Regions from separate parts of the Pan troglodytes genome. Here region 2 is linked to region 1. The links are chromatin contacts, called in public HiChIP or PLAC-seq maps. All regions are on one chromosome and are shown on one strand. Each heading gives the region's core, a stretch centred on a gene start, on an enhancer-like site or on the middle of the called end of the contact. The rest is flanking DNA. Distances are from core to core; before and after follow the strand shown. Region 1 holds the start of LOC737328 (putative uncharacterized protein CXorf42). Region 2 holds the start of LAMP2 (lysosomal associated membrane protein 2).

What was found. HiChIP or PLAC-seq counts read pairs in DNA pulled down with a chosen protein or histone mark.
Region 2: an H3K4me3 HiChIP or PLAC-seq map of stem cell-derived excitatory neurons shows a contact between it and region 1, with 5 times the contacts expected there. The contact joins the promoter of LAMP2 here to the promoter of LOC737328 in region 1. A contact is called at or near these places in 1 of 7 Hi-C or Micro-C datasets (stem cell-derived neural progenitor cells) and 1 of 1 datasets of contacts at active chromatin or transcription factors (stem cell-derived excitatory neurons).

What each region holds. Positions count from the first base shown.
Region 1 is chrX:117,856,017-117,860,737 of NHGRI_mPanTro3-v2.0_pri, reverse strand. It overlaps LOC737328 (putative uncharacterized protein CXorf42), which reads left to right and starts at 3,055. Exons shown (of 2, transcript XM_063804312.1): 1 at 3,055-3,901. The coding sequence starts at 3,540.
Region 2 is chrX:118,078,395-118,082,864 of NHGRI_mPanTro3-v2.0_pri, reverse strand. It overlaps LAMP2 (lysosomal associated membrane protein 2), which reads left to right and starts at 2,077. Exons shown (of 9, transcript XM_016943226.3): 1 at 2,077-2,320. The coding sequence starts at 2,257.

The DNA of each region.
Region 1 (4,721 bases), core at 1,806-4,305:
GTCAGGAAAGGAATTTTATTTGTAGGAAAGCAGAACAGACCAAGAAGCCTGAGTGGCCTTAATAATTGTCTTTGGGACAGGATCACTGGAAAGTTTAATTAATTTTCTGTTTCTCAACTAGTCATTTCACTTTTACTTTTGTTTTTAATCTGGAGGGCTTAACCCTACTTCAAACAACCCAGTAGTTTGAACTCTATTTCAAACAACAACAACTCACTTTGGGAGGCTGAGGTGGGAGGATCACCTGAGGTCAGAAAACAACCTATATCAAATGGATTTGGAGGTATCAATTGTTTCACATTCTAGAAAGGTTTTATTGGCTGAAAATGGAATGAGTTAGGTTTTATAGCCGTATTGTCAGTGTTTGCTTGCCTTTTGACCTTGATTGTGAATTCCATGAGGGCGGTAACTGTCCTCTCCTGTGTTAAAATGCCAACAATCTTGTGGGTGCTTAATATATATTAATTGATGACGAAAGATAAAGTGACACTCGTTCAGTCTTAGAGCACTTCCTATATGTTATGCTTATGGTTACAGATTTGGTAAGGTCACTCCATGGGATCTGCAGAAACCCTAGTAAGGTAGAGTGGAAGAAACAAAGTCTTAAGCAGAAGATGTGAGTGGGTTGGAATTCTGATACTGCCACTTCCTAGCTCTTTGATCTTATGCCTGATTCTTCATCTGTAAAATAGGGATAATAATACCTTCCCACAGAGTCACTTTGAGGATTAAATGAATCAACTATGCATAGTGTCAAACTGCTCACGGTTTCCAGAATATGCCATACAATTTACTGCCTTCAAGTCTGAGCCTGGAGCCCTGAGCTTGGAATAGTCATTCCCTTCATAGCCACACCTCGCTTAACCTGTTGTCTGGTTAGTTCCTGGCAAGTGCCTGGTTTTCCATAAAAACCCAACTCAAGTACTAACTTATTTGTGAAGCATCCCTTGGCCCAACAAATTGTAGATAGAGATGGTTGCTTAATGCTGAACGAATGAGTATCTGGAACCCAATAAGTGCCAAATATATGTTGCTTTCTCACCACTATCCCCTTTTCTGCTTAATCCCAACAAATCTCTCTTTAAGTGACCTGTCTAATACTGCCTATTGCCCTTTTTTCTTAAAACTTTCCAAAGTCAATTGGATAGGGATATATAACTCTCCTACTGGAAAAGGAGTCGTCGATAATTGCTAACAATAATACAATCTACCAAAAAAAGCAACAGACAGCTTATTCCAAACTTGAACAAAATTGAGGGAATATACTACCTATGAGTCATTTGTGAAAATTACTTGGCAATATATGAAGTCAAATCAAATAAGAAATGAGTCCAAATAAAGAATTAAGAATGGAGATTTTGCAGTAAGCCAATCTATTTAAGTGGAAGACTAAGTCCAAACAACAGATTGATTATGACTATGTGACAATGAAACTTATAAAGCCCGACACTGTAAACTTCATTCATTTTTTCAATACATATTAAACATATATCATTTAGTATTTACTCTGTGCCAGGCAGTGTTGTAGGCAGTGTTGTAGGCACTGTGGATATAATTATCATCAAGTTGAGATATTGGTCTTCATGGAGCTTACATTATAATGGAAGAGACATACAATCAACATTTGTATATATATCATATAAATATATAATACAATAACAGTAAGTGCTATGAAGAAAAATAGAGCAAAGGGATAGAGAATGATGAGGGTGTTATTGTAAATTGTGTGGTCAAGCACAGCCTCTCTGAAAAGATGATGTATGGCCAAAGAATGGAATGAACTAAGGGAAAGGGCCATACAAATATCTGGGGAAGAACATTTTAGGCAGTGGAATGTGTCAATGCCCTTCAACCAAAGACTACCAGAAACATACCCATAGTTGACAGATTGAGTTTATTACTCTTACTCCAGGGAGGGACAACACACACTATAGGTAACTATGATGTGTTTCAATAAGAAGTTGTTAGAATGAACCTATTATAGGATTTGGACAATTTGGGGGAAGGTCTAGGAATCAGGAGTTCCGTCTCAGATACATCAGAAAGCAGGGGCAATTGTATGATTGCACATTTCAATAAATCTTATTTATAGGGAGGGCAGACTAGAGGGAGGATAAAGCTGTACATTAACTGGCAAAGTAGCAGTGACCTATCTTGGCCAAGAAGGGGTGTTTGGTGTTTTCTGGGTGTCACAGTGAGCTTGTTTTTGTCTGTGCTTAGACAAGCTTATGAAGTGGTCTTGTTTTGTCTCACTTGATCAGGCTCCCAGTGATCTTGTCTTGGGTTGGTGTTCTGTGAGTTTATGTTCAACAAGAGAAGAACATGCCTAATTGTGAGTGCGAGGTCAGTTTGTGGATATCAGGGGCTGCTCCCACTTCCCTTTCTCAAACAGCAAGCGAAAAGCCTTAGAATATAAGGAACAACGCCGGGCGCGGTGGCTCATGCCTGTAATCCCAGCACTTTGGGAGGCCGAGGTGGGAGGATCACTTGAGGTCAGGAATTCGAGACCAGCCTGGCCAACGTGACGAAACCCCGTCTCTACTAAAAATACACAAATTAGCCGAGTGTGGTGGCGGGCACCTATAATCCCAGCTACTTGGGAGGCTGAGGCAGGAGAATCACTTGAACCCAGGAGGTGGAGGTTGCAGTGAGCTGAGATCGTGCCATTGCATTCCAGCCTGGGTGACAGAGTGAGACTCCATCTCAAAACAAAACAAAACAAGCAAACAAAAAAAGAATATAAGAAACAAATTTTAGAAGTAGTAGGAGAGGAAGAAGTACAACCGTGGCTATCACCTCATCTTTAATAGAAAGTAGTCACTTTCTACTGTATTATTGTATGGAACATACTTATACTAAAACATTATTCTTTATTTGAAATTCAAAGATAAGTGGCCTACTGTATATTTCTTTTTGCTATTAATAAATCTGACAACACTGAAATAAACACTTTCAGTTGTGTACGAAATACTTTGAATACTTTGTCCCTTTTCTTCCCATCTCAGATTTTTCTTTTAATAGACTCCGAAAAAATATGTGAATCTGTTTGAGCCAGTCCTATTTATTATATATGTACATATATACACACATAACCAAATGTACATATTTTATACACACACACACGACACAGAGTGCGCCCAATATTATAGAACATGTAATACACACATTCACGGAAAGCACCCGTACAAGAACAGAATTGTCTATGTTGTTGATATGGCCATTCTGTGAAATGTCTCCAGTGGACTGTCGTCCTACCCTTCAGTTATTTCAAGTAGAAGCCTAAGGAAGACGTGGTCTCTGTGCGGACTTAGACCCTGGCGAGCCTCAATGCGGAACCAAAGGATGAGCGAAATCGGTTGCAGTGGCGGTTTATTTACACCAAGACACACACCTCTTCACCTTGGCCGGAGGCCACACAGACCTGGGGAAATGTTTTGCCAACGTACTCGCAGTAGTTCCCATGGTTTCCTTTGCTCCCAGCGGTTGCGCGGGCTGGGTTTTTGGAGCAAAGGCAACGGATACTGCTGAGGCTCCTGAGAATGTCCCGTTTTCGAGGCTGCAGTAGCTCCAGTGTCCGGTTCTGCAGTGCCGAGAGGGAGGCCTCGGGCTCCGGGCGGGGGAATGTGTTGCAGTTTGTCCAAGAGCCCCAAGCCCAGCAAAGCCGCCCGTTCCCCGCTGGGGCGCAACTCTCACTGGAACTCTTGTTCTCTGACTGGGGAATGGAATGGGCTCAGCCAAGGCTCCCGAAACCAGCCCTGCCGCTCCCACTTGTGGTCGCATTCTCAAGAGCGGCTGACTGCGCCGTGGACCATCACTTTCGCTTCTGCCTGCTCGTGCGCCTATTGCGGCAACTACTCACGCTCCTACGGGACGAGGAGAGGGAGGTGAATCCGTGGCAGAGGTGAGTGAGATCATGGCTGCACCTTCGCTCTAAGGAGCCCGCTTGCCTTCAGCGAGTCCGCTTCATCTTTCAGCCCGCTTCTGACCATTTGCATTTCGCTCCTTCTACCTTCACCGCGCCCATTTTCATCCTTTTCTGCAATCTATCCACGGCAGCTCCTTGTTCGCCCTTCTCCTCTCTCACATTCTCACTCATCCTTGGGCCCCTTTGTAGGGTGCCCCGGTCTCCCTCCACCCTCTTTCGCCTCTGATCTCGGAGCAGACACGGCTAAGGGTCACAGACCTACGTATAGCATTTATTTGTTTTGTGTTATCGTTCGTGAACATATTTTTATTCTCCACTAGACTGAGCTCGTGGAAAGGAGGACCCCTATTTTATTCATTACAGAATTTGCAGTGCTTGGCACTTAATAGGGGCTCAATCTACTGAAAGTGTTGTGTGTTGAGTGAATGGTCGGTTTGAGATCCTAACAGGCTAACTAAGTGGAAATTCCTTGTAGGGAGTTGGAAAGGGTTGAGATTAAGGGTTTAAATTGGAAAGGAGAAATACCTTCCTCTGAGACAAGATAACTGGATGAATGTAGGCAAAGTGATGTGCTAAACTGCAGATGTGGCTACCTTCAGGAAGGTCTTAAGTGGTCTCAATCTTGACCTTGAAGAATGAGAGGAGAGTGAGATGAGTTTTCCTCTAATGAGAGTGAATATTGGAGTGGGAAGTAGATGGTTTGAGAAGGAAAATAATTATAATTATTGCTGTGTAAGTACTCATATCAAATGTTTATTGAATGTGTCAGGTACTATACTGAGTGCCTTACATGCAC
Region 2 (4,470 bases), core at 828-3,327, 220 kb before region 1:
TAAACTCATACATAAACTCCAGATTAAAATCTCCTGGACTAGATGATTTTGAAGCTCTCTTTCAGTGTTTTTCTCAAAGTGTGGTCCATGGACCACAGAATCAGAATCACTTGGGGTGTTTTTTAAAGAAGTGATTAATAAGACTGCCACAGACCTACTGTTTCAGAATCTCTGGGGAATGAGGTACAGGAATCTGTATGTTAAAAAAAAAAAAAAAACCCAAAACCAGATGGTTCTTTTGGAAACTAACACTTGAGAATCAGTGCTTTATTCCAACTCAAGATTTTTAAATGCTTTCATCTGTTGAATATTTTAGGTTTTTGTCTGTTCATCTATCAAGTATAGCAAACAGTATGCTTAGTATGAACTCATTACAGAATATTTGTGTGTATGTACATAGGAAAAATATCTGGAAGTATAGATGTGGGTGTGTGTATATATGTGTGTAAATATATATAATAATGTTAATAGTAGGAATACAGATGATCTCTATTTTTCCCCTTTATCCTTCTGTTTTATTTCTCTCATTTTTTTCTTCCTGTGTTTAAAAAAGATGCTTCTTGTTTCTGAGCTCAATTCCCCCACCTGAGAACAGGGTGCTGTAACTAGGTGAATTTCAAGATCATGTCTTGTTCCGATGGTCCGTGACTCCATACTACCCTCTAGGTTCCCTCGTCCATCTCACAGCATGAACTGCATAGGTAACAACAGTGTTTGGAGAATAAGCATGTATTATTTTTGTATGTATTACGTTTGAGATGCCTAGCAACCGTTTTTGTGCCCGAAAAATTTTTCTCTTCTTTGTCAAGGAGCCAAAACGGAAATAGTCTACTATCTACGGCCCTCAAAAGTTCCTCCTCTCTCTTTAGCCTTAGAAAATACCGTCCGCCATAGGCATGGGCAAAGACTTCATGACTAAAACACCAAAAGCAATCGCAACAAAAGTCAAAATTGACAAATGGGATCTAATTAAAAGAACTTCTGCACAGCAAAAGAAATTAGCATTAGCGTGAACAGGCAACCTGCAGAATGGGAGAAAATTTTTGCAATCTACCCATCTGACAAAGGTCTAATATCCAGAATCTACAAGGAACTTAAACAAATTTACAAGAAAAAAACAACCCCATCAAAAAGTGGGCAAAGGATATGACCAGACACTTCTCAAAAAAAGACATTTATGCAGCAACAAACATGAAAAAAAGCTCATTATCACTGATCATTAGAGAAAGGCAAATCAAAACCACAATGAGATACCATCTCACGCCAGTCAGAATGGTGATTATTAAAAAATCAGGAAACAATAGATGCTGGCGAGGCTGAGGAAAAATAGGAATGCTTTTACACTGTTGGGAGTGTAAATTAGTTCAACTATTGTGGCAGACAGTGTGGCGATTCCTCAAAAATCTAGAACCAGAAATACCATTTGACGCATGCACACCTATGTTTATTGCAGCACTATTTACAATAGCAAAGACTTGGAACCAACCCAAATGCCCATCAGTGATAGACTAGATAAAGAAAACGTGGCACATATATGCCATGGAATACTATGCAGCCATAAAAAAATGAGATCATGTCCTTTGCAGGGACATGGATGAAGCTGGAAGCCATCATCCTCAGCAAACTAACACAGGAACAGAAAACCAAACACTGCATGTTCTCACTCATAAGTGGGAGTTGAACAATGAGAACACATGGACACAGGGAGGGGAACAACACACACGGGGGCCTGTCAAGGGGTGGGGGCCAAGGGGAGGGAGAGCATTAGGAGAAATACCTAATGCATGTGGGGCTTAAAACCTAGATGACGGGTTGATAGGTGCAGCAAACCACCATGGCACATGTATACCTATGTAACAAAGCTGCACATTCTGCACATGTATCCCAGAACTTAAAGTAAAATTAAAAAAAAAAAAAAGAAAGAAAGAAAAAGAAAAAGAAAATGCCGTCCGCGCATATCTCTCAGGAGCATAGGAAGGGCTGTGAACCAAAAAGCCAGGGCGTGGTCGCCCCGCCCACCGGCCGCTACATCACCACCCCTCTCGCCGCTTTCAAGCGCGGAGATTGGCTGTAAGCAAGAAAGAGCCCCGCCCCTAGTCTTATGACTCGCACTGAAGCGCCGATTCCTGGCTTTTGCAAGGCTGTGGTCGGTGGTCATCAGTGCTCTTGACCCAGGTCCAGCGAGCCTTTTCCCTGGTGTTGCAGCTGTTGTTGTACCGCCGCCGTCGCCGCCGTCGCCGCCTGCTCTGCGGGGTCATGGTGTGCTTCCGCCTCTTCCCGGTTCCGGGCTCAGGGCTCGTTCTGGTCTGCCTAGTCCTGGGTGAGTTGTCGGGCCCTCCCGATTAGTCTGTCCGCCTGGGCCCGGGGCACCAGTTCAAAGCTACAACCTGAAAGACTGGTCCGAGGGGGAGGGGGTTGAGAGGCTCAGCAGCTAACACTGGGCGGCGGCGGCGGTTGGCCCGGGGAGGCAAGCGGTGACCTAGAGAAGGCCTGACCGACGGATGGCGGGGAAGAAGGGCCCAGGAGAGTAAGAAGGGGCCGGTAACGGGGGGTGGACGCCGAGGGAGTAGGCTGGGAGGAGTGAAGCGTGGAGAGGGTCAGGGTGGAAAGAGTAACTTGGGGAAAACACTGAGGAGTGAGCGTAGGAGGGTGGTACATGCAGATTTTGGGCGCCAGAGACAATTAGGAGAGTCTTGGTTTGCTGAGATCAGGGAAGAGTTTTGAAGATGGTGGAAAAACTGTGGGGTGAGATAGGAAATTAAGAGAGAAGACCATGCCTGCCTGGAGTAGCTTGGGAGAAGTGTGTGGGTGGGGGACAGATGGGACAGATAGGACAGTAGAGCCTGAGGGGCAGGGGCAGTGACAGGGTTGGGCATTTTGAAGGTTGGAATTTGAGACTGTGAAGAAAGGGTGATTCAAGCGATTAGGAGTGATGCTGGGTTTGAGTTTGGTAGTCATAGTTTTAAGGGCGAAGGAACCTAAGGTAGCTGGGGCAATTTCCAGGAAAGAAAACTTGGACCCAACCTCTGGAGACTAAGGGGTTCGGGGGGAACTTTGATGGGGAGTGCACATCTGACTTGGAGGTATTGAGGATGTCGATTTTCTCCCAGTTTTGCTACTTCCTCCCAGCCAGACGCTGACAAAAAAATCCCCAGACGTTTCAGTTAGGAGGGCCTCCCAGATGTGAGGTTTTGGGGGTGGAGTATTTCAGTTTGGTAGACTACCTCTTTGCCTTCAGAGTTTCTTCTTTTCTTTCTTCCCCATCACACAGCTAGCCTATTACCTCATATTTTGGGGGTACAGGGAGCAGGTAGACAACTTGCTAAGGATTGGGTTGTTACCAGGGCCTAAGAATGGCTGGATGGGGCCGGGCGTGGTGGCTCATGCCTGTAATCCCAGCACTTTGGGAGGCCGAGGTGGGTGTATCACCCGAGGTCAGGAATTCAAGACCAGCCTGGCCAACATGGTGAAACCCCGTCTCTACTAAAAATACAAAAATTAGCCGGGCGTCGTGGCACATGCCTGTAATCCCAGCTACTTGGGCGGCTGAGGCAGGAGAATCGCTTGAACCCAGAAGGCGGAGGTTGCAGTGAGCCGAGATTGCGCCATTGCACTCCAGCCTGGGCGACAAGAGTGAAACTCTGTCTCAAAAAATAAAAATAAATCAATCAATAAATAAATGGCTGGGTGAATGTTCACTGATTGTGTTGTGCCCTAATAGGCAGTGGGTCCCTAACAACTTTAATGCCTAAAAGTGAACTTTGACTAAAGTGTCTCTTCCTGACTTTGATTCATGCTGTGCTTGTTGCTACCCACCTGCTCTTGCTATTTGTGACTTAATAAAATAACATAAAGAACAGACCCAGATGGGAGTGGGGAAGAAATAGACATATTAGGGGTCTGAGAAAGCAGTGAGAGGTATACATTTTGTAATTCACATTTCAGTAGAATGAAATCAACACCCTGGAATAGTGATTCTCAACCAGGGGACATTTGGCAACATCTGGAGACATTTTTGGTTGTCACAACTGGGGGATTGCTTTTAGCATCTAGTGGGTAGAGGCCAAGGATGCTGCTAAACATCCTGACTAAGCACAGGGCAGCCCCTGACAACAAAGAATTATCTTCCTGAAAATGTCAATGGTGCCAACATTGATAAATCCTGCTCGAAAACCATAGTATTGGAAGGGTTCTTGATTATCTAATTCAGTGACTCTCGAGGACCTTTTCATGCGTCTGTGAAATCAAAACTTCGGAATAATGTTAAGAAGGTATTTGTCCTTTTCTGCTGGGCACAGTGGCTCACGCCTGTAATCCCAGCACTTTGGGAGGCTGAGGCGGGCGGATCACCTGAGATCAGGAGTTCAAGACCAGCCTGACCAACATGGTGAAACCCAGTCTCTACTAAAAATACAAAAATTAGCTGGTGTCGTGGCACATGCCTGTAATCCCAACTACTTGGGAGGCCGA